Regions from separate parts of the Danio rerio genome. Here region 2 is linked to region 1. A link is a contact called in public HiCAR-type data. All regions are on one chromosome and are shown on one strand. Each heading gives the region's core, a stretch centred on a gene start, on an enhancer-like site or on the middle of the called end of the contact. The rest is flanking DNA. Distances are from core to core; before and after follow the strand shown. Region 1 holds the start of tlcd4a (TLC domain containing 4a). Region 2 holds the start of acp5b (acid phosphatase 5b, tartrate resistant).

Region 1 (5,811 bases), core at 1,366-3,865:
TAAACCATTTTGAGGGATGTAAACAAAAACAGAGGTTCCAACGTATTTCCTGTTTTACTTTTTTAATTTCTAGAGCTTCCAAGAATCTAAAAAGAGCCACATGTTGATAAATAACGTTATGACAGCAGTTTTAACATAAAGTTATCATTGAATTGCCTATTGATGCAGTTATTGCTAGCAAGCAGGAAATATTCATGGGCCAATGACATGACCACATTGAAATGGTCTACATCAAATGGTAAATAATCAACTGAATTTAAATATTTAAATAGGTGTAATACACAGTTGAAGTCAGAATTATTAGCCGCACTGAATTATTCACCCCTGTTTATTTTTTCCTCAATTTCTGTTCAACAGATTGAAGATTTCTTCAACACAATTCTAATCATAATAGTTTTAATAACTCATTGCTGATAACTGATTTCTTTTATCTTTGCCATGATGACAGTAAATAATATTTGACTAGATATTTATCAAGACACTTCTATACAGCTTAAAGTGACATTTAAAGGCTTAACTAGGGTAGTTAGGTTAACTAGGCAGGTTAGGGTAATTAGTTATAATGGTTTGTTCTGTAGACTATCAAAAAAAAGGTTAGCTAATAATTTTGTCCCTAAAATGGGTTTTAAAAAATTAAAAACTGTTTTTATTCTAGCTGAAATAAAACAAATGACTTTCTCCAGAAGAAAAAAATATTATCAGACAAACTGTGAACATTTCTTTGGTCTAATAAACATCATCTAGGAAATATTTTAAAAAATGAAGAAAAAAAATTAATGGGGGGCTAATAATTCTGAATTCATGAGGTCTGTATTAAACATAACTTGAGATTAATTTTACTCTACAATGTAAATTTGACAAATCCATGTTCAACTCACAGTGAAAAAAGTGACGTTTTACTCATGTTTCTAATTTGTGAATTGATAAGAATATTTGTGGGGTCAGTGTATAGTGTAAAACATATGACAGGTTATGACCAAAAACCTTATTTTATTTAGTTTGCACAGACTAACTTACCTGGGGAAAAAATCCAGCTCATGTCTTGCTTTGCTTTTTTAGCTGCCAAGTTGTACACGTTTATAGATTGAACTCATGATATAATATGGTGGGCAGCGCGGTAGCACAGTGTAGCGATGTCACCTCATAGCAAGAAAGTCGCTGGTTCGAGCCTCGGCTGGGTCAATTGGCATTTCTGTGTGGAGTTTGCATGTTCTCCCCGCGTTGGCGTGGGTTTCCTCCGGGTGCTCTGGTTTCCCCCACAGTCCAAAGACATGCAGTGCATGAATTGGGTAAGCTAAATTGTCTGTAGTGTATGTGTATGAATGAGTGTGTATGGATGTTTCCCAGTGATGGGTTGCAGCTGGAAGGGCATCCGCTGCGTAAAACGTATGCTGGATAAGTTGGTGGTTCATTCCACTGTGGGGACCTCAGAAAAATAAAGCCAAAAAGAAAATGAATGAATTAGTATAATATGGTAATTAAGGAGAAGATTTTGATAAAACTTTTATTCATTCATTCATTTTTCTTCAGCTTAGTTAGTCTCTTTATTTATCAGGGGTCGTCAAAGCCTAATGAACCGCCAACTTATCCAGCATATGTTTTACACTGTGGATGCCCTTCCAGCTGCAACCCAGTACTGGGACACATATTTCACATCAATGTGAAAACACAAAAAGCTTTTGGAAAAGCTTATATCTCCATATAGGTTACTACATTGCTTCTTCCAGACCCTTTCAACTTCAAAATATCATCTGTTATTATAAAGGTAAAACTGATATTTTAGAGAATTACATTATTAACTTTTTTATTTTGCATGGAAAATATTTTATTCACGAAAAAAAATTCTCCAGTTCGCAGCCTTCTTTTTCACATTTTTTAATAGAAATTGATGTTTTTATTAAATCTCTTAGACTAATTAATAATAAGAAAAGTGACAGATTCTTTTTAAAATTTCGCGGATACATAAGTCCTTTTCTCTTGCTGTTTTTGTGTTATATATATGTTTAAACTTATTTATTTTTTCTTTCTTTTCTCTCTTTTGTTTCTTTTTATTTAATTTTTAATATTTATATTATTTATCCTGATCTTATCATTGTGTTTTTTGTGTAAAATTGAAGTTTGTATGTTTGTTATTGAAGTCAATAAAAAAAAAAACATCTTCAAACGAACACAAATACATTGTTTGTGATTTATATAGTTATTCTTTATTAACAGTTACATTATTTAATTTACCTGAATTAAGTAGCACATCTCCTTCGGAAGAGAAAGCGGATGAATAATCATGAACGTGTAAGAAATATGCACTCTAACGTTACACGTTGTAAGGACTTTGTTGGAACTTTATTTTGGCGGTTAATGTTGTGATGAATACACCAGTTCAAATTCAAGACGGTATAAATGGAGGAAAACGACTTTATAGTTTGTTTAGAGACGGAAAACTCGTTTTACAACGACTCTGTTGAGGGATTGATTCATTTAGGCCACTTTTAGTTCCCCGCCACCCACTGGAGTCACTGCGCAGAAATGAACCAATCATTTTAGTGAACAGATTCAAAAGAATCGACTCACTGATGATTCATAATTCAAAAGAGGATGTACCGAAATTGGATTCCTCGCTTTTTTCCCCTCACCTCAAAACATACAGCCAGGCATCAACACACAACATCATCCTCAACATGTTTTTTTCGCCGACTCGCGCTTATGAAACACATCGCAGGCTGAGATTGTTATAAGAACCTGTCGTTTCCGTGTTTGATATGAAATCATGCATTTCATATCGCCGTGGAGAGAGGAGAACCATGCATGTGTCTGACTGACGGAAAAACACGGATTTAATCAGTCCATGTTTTCAGACACCATGCGCAACTGACCCACAGACACCATTGATGTTCGATAAAAGGTAAGCCTATGGTTTAATCGCATTATATCATGCCATATTTTATCGCACAGGCGACGTGTTTTCATTCAGCACTGCGGTGCGATTTGGCCTAAAGAAAGCAAGCAGGCATGTTGCTGATGACAACACAAGTCGATTTCCGTCCATCGCAATGTTTTACAGTGCCGAGATCCAGATGCGATGCTGTATTTATTGACATTGTCATATTGTCGGTACTGAATAGTAACACTTGTGTTGTGGGAACCCGTAACATGCACATCTAAGCATAAATATACACATGTATGTGCATTCGTTACACAAGCAATGCGGTTCAATGCAGCACACCAGTCGTTAAATGACCGACTTTATTGACAAACTACGTCCTATAGAGCCAAAATCCGTGCTTCGAGTGTGTATCAGTATGAAGGAAAGCATTTTGCTAAGATTTAAGACTGGGAATTCATGAACTGGAGCTTCATTCAGTCTAAATATCTGCACAGCTTTATATGAACCACCGTGTTTGACATTTTTTAATCAACAGTGATTTTCTGACAGTTGAAAAGTAAGTTATTGTTTACTTTTATTCTGCTCTTCCTGATTTTGGTTTATAGTACTTTCAGTTTTAACACTGTAATGTGTGTGTGTTTGTGTGTGTGTGTTAGAAAAATGCCACACGAAATGTTTTTTTTTAAGTAGTTTAATTAAAATGTAATATTTATAGTATTTGTTCTGGTTTTAAAACCTTAAATGAAATATTTAGCAAAAAATATATATATTTTATATATATAATTTTAATGGTTCCTAAATGTCAGGTTTAGCAGGTGTCAGGTTATTTATTCATATTTTCAAGGCAAAAACACACAATAAAATGTCTATGCTATTTTAACACAACTGCTTTTTAAATCCTTAAATGTAAAAGCAATAAAATATTTTAATAACTAAAAGTGGATCATAACTAGGGCCAGATAGAATCTGCAGACATTTTTTGCTATTTCAGCGCAGAAACTAGTAAAAAATCTGCGGATTTATGTGGAATGACTTTTGTGAGTATCATAACTAAAACCATAATATATTAAATAAAAAAAAAAAACTATAGCTTTTTAAAGTTTCATTTAATGTTTACAATGCAAATCTAATTAGATGCACTTATTTGGTAAACAAAGTAAGTCTCTCATATTAGAGTTGGGCGATGTTTTGGCATCATACAATGTCTAATGTGAAACATCGCGATGGACAATGGCATCGTTGTCGTAGGCTGCGGTGTTTTGATTATTATGAATAATTATTCAATTCAGAACTAATTAATTAATTATTTGGAGCCGACCGTTTCAACTACCTGACCCGCATGGTCTTTTTTTATTTTCACCCATAACCTAATCATAAATAAATAGTTACACACAAATTACCACCTGTCAATCATTTTTTCAGTGGGACTCTGGCATGAATAGGCAGAGTGATCTGTGTCATCACAATGGCATCGACAAACTTGGTTGGTAAAAAAGTTGCACCACCAAAAAATATATGAGGTTTTCAGTAAAATTAGTAAGCACAAGTGTGAAAGCGAAAGATTGAAGCAGTGTACTGACGGTGTGACACGTTACCTGATAGATTCAAAAAACAGAAGAGTCGTTAGATGGAGACAAAATTAATTAAATGCACGTTTAACAATTATAGTGAGATGTGATCCAACAATACATTCTTGATAAGCTGTCCAACGTGCAATCCTCTCTGGTATAGTGTGGAAGGAGGGCTTTTCAGAAATGCCAGATGAAACGTCAGTGTGGATGTGGATAGTTTTCGTTCTGAAATGCTATTTTAAAACTGAGACTTATTAGTGTAAAAGGGGCCTAAGTGTGTATTTTTGGGTTGCTGCTGCAATGGGACCGGGGCGGAGGGTCGTGATGCCGGCTCAGCATTGTGATGACTATTGGCCATCGGCGATGGATAATGGCATAGTCTATCGTCCCAACCCTATCACATAAGATCTACTAAAAGACAGATAATATTACTTTATAAACTGTATTGAAAATAAATCAAATGAACATTTTGATATTAGTCAATATTATTAGTGAAATTTTTCAAAACTCAATAAATATAAATTTACTCACATTTACACAAGTAAATAAATAGACTCATTGATGGGCTAAAAATATGCAGATTACTGCGCGCGCAAATTTCATGTGGGCCTAATCATAACTAAAATATCTAGATTATTGTTAGAAATTTTATCATAATTGCAGTCTCTTGACAATTATGACTTTGATATTTGAAAATACTTTGCTTTAGGCTGCACAATATTGGAAAAAAAAATGACACATTGCGATTACTTTTTTTATTCTGCGATATATATTGATGTTATATATGATATTATATCGAATCGCGATAAAATTTATGTCAATAACAGTAATAAGCTCTGGACGTTGTTAATCTAAGAGCCAATCACACAGCAGAAATGTACAACAGCAGAAATGGGAATCTAAAAGTGTGTTAATATTTAAGATATTTTGCCGCTGAAAATTCATCAGCCGAAAATATGTTACACCAGTTAATGGACCACTAATTTTTGTGGCTTCAGTCATTGTTGGGGTACTCTTTCGAATCTGAAAGCATTAACTACTTATATCGAAATATTGTTATCGTTCAATATGGAAAATAATTGAGTTTGCATTTTGCCATATAGCACAGCCATACTACGAAAACACTTTTTCTAAATGAGAAAAAACTGTTTGGAAAAAATGATCAGTGTTTCCTCTAAGATTTTTTTCCAGCTGTGGCGGCAGGCCTTTTTTTTTACAAAGATCTATCAACTACATGTAGTGTTATTTCAATGACAAATGTTGTGAGCGCAGTATTAAGTCGAGATCGCATTTATGTAATGGCCTATGAGCATGCAAATCTCTTTGCTTGCGCGCCAATTTCGTCAGCTCATGCACAAA
Region 2 (5,811 bases), core at 844-3,343, 170 kb before region 1:
AGCAGGACAATGCATCATGTCATAAAGCGTGAATCATCTCAAGACTGGTTCTTGAACATGACAACGAGTTTACTGTACTCAAATGGCCTCCAAATCATCGGATCTCAATCCAACAGAGCACATTTGGGATGTGGTGAAACAGGAGATTCGCATCATGGATGTGCAGCCGACAAATGTGCCGCAACTGTGTGATGCTATCATGTCAATATGGATAAAAATTTCTGGGGAATATTTCCAGTACTTTGTTGAATCTATGCCACAAAGGATAAGGAGGTCCAACCTTGTACTAATAAGGAGCACCTAATAAAGTGGCTGGTGAGTATTCGTTTGTGTGTGTGTGTGTGTGTGTGTGTGTGTGTGTGTGTGTGTGTGTTTGTTTCTAAAATGTATGATTGTTTAAAACATATTATAATAATTATTATTATTATTAATTTTTTTTTTTTACCAAAAATAAGACTTTTTTTTTTTAAATATATATATGTTTAATATCTTTACTACAAATGAGTTTAACTATGGGCATACTATTGCATAGGCATTACTATGTTTACTTTAAATGGGAAATATTTTTTGTGGTTGCACCATAGTCCTTTTAATACTTCTCAATTTTGTACCGGAGCTCATTTTCAAAGTACACATTGGTTTGCCTGCTTCAATCCTGCAGTCTCAGCTGTTCATGACTTGCGATTCAGTGCAAGTTAATGATGTATGAGATGTGCTGGATTGCTTCCAATGTCAACTCTTATGAAGCCTGATATGATATTTGGGGCGGTATCTCACCAGTGGATCAGTACACGGAACTTCACATTACACTGATATTAAAGATTAACTCTGGCTGTCATAGTAACAGACTGACAAAAAAGTAAATGATATACAGTACTTGAAAGGTATATACACATACACTGCACACACACGATTGCTGTGTAAAATGTAGGAAAGGAGAGAGCAAAAACACCAGTATAAATGAATAGAAAACAAATAAAAGTACAGAGGGTGCATTTTAGGACTGTTAGGGCCCCCAAATCAATAAAACCGCCCCTGGTGATAAGTAACACTTTTTATTTGTAATTAAATATGTTGTTGATGTTAATGGTTAAGTAGTATTTGCAGTATTAACATTCAAAAGAATTGTTTAATTGTTTTGTACAATACAAGTATATAACCCTAACAGTAATAGTATATTAATAGAAAATTATATACAGTTGAAGTCACATTTAATAGCCCCTCTTTGAATTTTTTTTGTCTTTAAATATTTCCTAAATGATGTTTAACAGAGCAAGGACATTTTCACAGTATGTCTGATAATGATTTTTCTTCAGGAGAAAGTCTTATTTTGTTTTATTTCGGCAAGAATAAAAGCAGTTTTTAATTTTTAAAAACATTTTTGGGACAAAATTATTAGCCCCTTTAAGCTTTTCAATAGTCTACAGAACAAACCATCATTATACAATGACTTGCCTGATTACCCTAATCTGCCTAGTTAAGCCTTTAAATGTCACTTTAAGCTGTATAGAAGTGTCTTGAAAAATATTTAGTAAAATATTATTTACTGTCATCATGGCAAAGATAAAAAAAATCAGTTATTAGAAATTAGTTATTAGAACAATTATATTTAGAAATGTGTTGAAACGTCCCTACGTTAAACAGAAATTGGGCAAAAAAATAAACAGGGGCGCTAATAATTCAGTAGTTTTACTTTTTTGCATTTTATTTGCCTCAGAGAGGTCACTTGAGTTGTAGATTTATAAAAAATAATCATAAAACATCAAGAAATTGAGCCCATTTATTATTATTATTATTATTATTATTATTATTATTATTGATTATTAACCATTTGTTTTGTAAGGCCAATATTTGGGATTATCAATATTTATAGAGTGAATAAATATAAAAAATACTCATCTGGATCCTTTTAAATAAAACATTTACTATTATATTTAATTAACTACACAATTAATCTAAAGTAATCTTCCTGAAAGCAAGAATCATTAGCATGTTTTATTTTCTCATGAAGCTGACAGTGCCGTTCATTTGTTTACACTTTAAACTGCTGATCATTGGCCACCGCATCATGTGCTTCAGTCTTTCATTTTCACCTCAGTACAGGAAGCTTGTCATAAACCACATCTTGTTCCCCTGAAGGTGTAAAGCAGCGAGTGTATAGTCTGTTTGCGTCGCTGTAACTTTTTGTTTTCACAAACTTAAAGCGTTTTTAGGATCTGAAGCATGATATGGCGAAGAAGCTGGCCTTCCTTCTTATCTCCTGCCTTCAGACATTCAGCACAGCAAGTCAGACAAACCAACAAGGTATTTCTCAAGTATTTTCTCTAAATGACTATCTTTATGATGCTAGGAAGAGTAAACGTAACGACCTCACGATGACAATGCAAACTAACCAGTTCTGTAAGAATGTTTCATGTGATCAAGTGGCTTTTTAAATATACATCATGGCTGTAACCACTTTGAGGTGGACCCTCAGATATTAGAAATGCCAGAATATTATAATATTGGCATTTTTTACACTCTTATGCTGCCCTGCATTATGAAAAGTTCATATGTTAGGATGTCCATTTTGACCAAAAGTACAGTTATACTGTATTTTTAGGCTGGCCTACTTGACTCAGCAGTAAATAATGCTAGTTAATGTCAAAATGATTGAAAGGGCCAATCAAATTGAAGTAGGCGGGGTTTGGAGCTCACAGAAGCAGAGTGAAATTTCCAGTGCGATATGGCAAGCTGTTTATCATTTAATCTAAAAGTATGTTCTTATGATAATAGTATTTTATAGCTACACTGCTAGACTTTGCAGCAATTTTACAGTTGTTTACTGCAAAAAGCCCAGTAAAATACCACATACATTCTTTACAGTTCACTCCTGTAATATGCACTCCTTTGTGGGTCATTTTAAAAGTTTTACAGTAACTTACGAGATATTAGAATTTTTGCGGTATTCTACTGTAATCAAGTACTGCTACTGTAGTTAAAGACAAAACTAACTTGTTTGTAATTTATTACATTCAATAGTAAATGCACAAAACAAAAGTTTTGTAGTGTAAAATGTAAATAAATTACAGAAAAAGTACTGTAAAAATTGTCATACTGTAAAATTAAAATGTGGTAAAGGGCGTTTTACCATTAAAAATAAGTTGCGGTAAGGATATTTTAATGAAATTGCGGTAAGGCCCGGCTTTTGTAAAGCACATCTACAGGTAAGTTTCTGTAAAAGGGCAGTTGCTGTAACTTGCTGGCAACAGTGAAGCCAGTAAATTACTACCAAAACATACAATAAAATGTCTAACAATGTACTAGTGCAGTGGTTCTCAAACTTTTTTCATCAAGTACCACCTCAGAAAAAAATTGTCTCTCCAAGTACCACCACAATGAGCAGTATTGAAATACAGTAGCGTAGTATTGAAATATAGCAGCTACAACTCTGCAAAGTAAAAAAAAAACATGGCAGATTACCTCAGAAATATAGGCTACATGTCATATATGGCATATTATATACATCATTTTTGAAATGTGTATAGCATGTACATGACATATTTCATTCCTCCGCGTACCACTAGAAGCAAGCCTGCGTACCACTAGTGGTACACGTACCACAGTTTGAGAAACATTGTACTAGTGTTTTCCATTAGAGAGAAGTACTTATTAATTAGCTACTAGTGCTTATTTTTTGGGTACTATTATATTTTTAAAAGACAACATATTTATATTAAGAGTCTAATATGTATTTCATTTATTAGATTTTTTTTTCCGTTTGATTACATTAAAAGGTCCCACTTTATATTAAGTGTCCTTAACTACTATGTACTTACATCAAAAAAATAAATACAATGTACTTACTGTGGTCATAATGTATTTGAGAACACTTGTGGTGCTTTTGAGTTGGGATAGGGGTTGGTTAGGGACAGGTTTGGTGGGATGGGTAGGTTTAACGGTGGGTTAAGGTGTAAGGGATGATCAACAGAGTATTTACAAATGTAATTACAAAAGTTAATTACAGAGGTAATTACATACAGGTATTTAATCAAGCATAAGTACACAATAAATACATGTATTTACACAATAAGTACATTGTAACAAACTATTAATTTCTGTGTAAGTACATATAAGTTAAGGCCACTTAATATAAAGTGGGACCCATTAAAAAACAGGTGTCACTTTAAAAATGCACACCTCTAACGTTATAATGAAAGCATTGCTTTTCTAGTTTTTATGCTCATTGAGGACAAAATTAGTTGTGTTAAAAAAAAACCCCACAAAGATCGACATCTTTAGATGTTATTATTATTAATTATGTGTATATGTCTGTTCAAATACACACCCAAAACCCAAACTTTCGCTCTGCTTTAAATTGCATGTACAGAATCCGCTTGGGAAACAGCATCTATTTATCACTATGGAGCGCGTCAGCTGACAGTCACACACCGCTATTTGTTTTGAGAATTGCATAGGAGGGGCGACGGTACCTATAATAAAAAGTAAAGGGAATCCCGACATTTTTTATTTATTTCAAAGTGTATTCATGCTGAAATAAAAACGAAAGCACAGAACAGACTCTTATTTCAAGAGCGAGGGGCATATAGGGAATATTGGCTCTTTAATGTTTATTGCCACCCTTTAGAGCAGTGGTCACCAAGCTTGTTCCTGGAGGGCCGGTGTCCTGGAGATTTTAGCTCCAACCCTAATCAAACACACCTGAACAAGCTAATCAAGGTCTTACTCGGTATACTTAAAACATCCAGACAGGTGTGTTGAAGCAAGTTGGAGCTGAACCCTGCAGGGACATAGGCCCTCCAGGATCGAGATTGGTGACCCCTGCTTTAGAGAAAGACTGAAAATACAGGAGAAATACTGCAAAATATCTTTATGGGATAACAGCGGAATATAACTGTAAAATACGGGAGAATCCCGGGAAAAGAGGGAGGGTTGACTAGTATGGCTTTATTTCCCCTTTAAATGGCTTGCCATATTAGGTTCAATGTTAATACGGCTTGCCATAAGCGCATGATGAGGGCATAATTACTGAGGCACAAATGAAAGTTAGCATTTAGTAATACAAACTACTTGACAATTTACCTCAAATATGGTCGTTTAGAGCTGAAAATATGGTATTATTCATGCGATTCCTAAATGAGAGCAAGAAGTGTTTTGCATATTCAATTAGTATTGTAAAAGTGATCCTAAAATTTATTGCTTTCTGTAGAGTTAGTCAAGTTTTATGTTTAATAAAACCAGTTGTTACCCAGTGTTCAAGACGTGGTTGCAGTGCAAATGTTTTCTGTCTCTGCAGCATCTTCTCTGAGGTTTGTAGGGATTGGGGACTGGGGTGGCCGTCCTTCATACCCCTTCTACACTCCACATGAGGCCGACACTGCGAAAGAACTGGCCCGGGTTGCTCAGAGCTCCGGTCTGGACTTTGTCCTCAGTCTTGGGGATAATTTCTACTATGATGGAGTCAAAGACGTAGATGACACTCGCTTTAAGGTGATCACCGTTCTCTGAGGCATCTGGTAACGTTATAAGGAAGGCAGTGTTTCCTCAAGTTAAAGGGATAGTTCTCCCCCCAAAGGAAGGAAATATAATAGTTGTTCCAGACCTGTTTGAGTTTCTTATGATTTGTTTTTACTAGTTTGGTTTTCAACATCAGTTTACAGTTTTATTTACAACAGAAGAAGGAAATGAATGCAAGTTTAGAGTAAATGACGAGGAAATGTTAATTTTGGCTTGACCTAGCCCTTTAACTGCATGCTTATCGTCAGGGTTTGATGTTTGTAATGATGAAGTAACAGGTCTGGAGAGGTTGAA

The links. HiCAR-type assays count read pairs that join an accessible place to other places.
Region 2: a HiCAR-type map of caudal fin shows a contact between it and region 1, with 4 times the contacts expected there. The contact joins the promoter of acp5b here to the promoter of tlcd4a in region 1. A contact is called at or near these places in 2 of 18 Hi-C or Micro-C datasets (caudal fin and hematopoietic stem cells) and 1 of 4 datasets of contacts at active chromatin or transcription factors (caudal fin).

The regions. Positions count from the first base shown.
Region 1 is chr24:35,295,938-35,301,748 of GRCz12tu, reverse strand. It overlaps tlcd4a (TLC domain containing 4a), which reads left to right and starts at 2,615. Exons shown (of 8, transcript XR_012399478.1): 1 at 2,615-2,899.
Region 2 is chr24:35,463,401-35,469,211 of GRCz12tu, reverse strand. acp5b (acid phosphatase 5b, tartrate resistant) reads left to right here and starts at 2,093. Exons shown (of 6, transcript NM_001002452.1): 1 at 2,093-2,304; 2 at 5,297-5,490. The coding sequence starts at 2,229.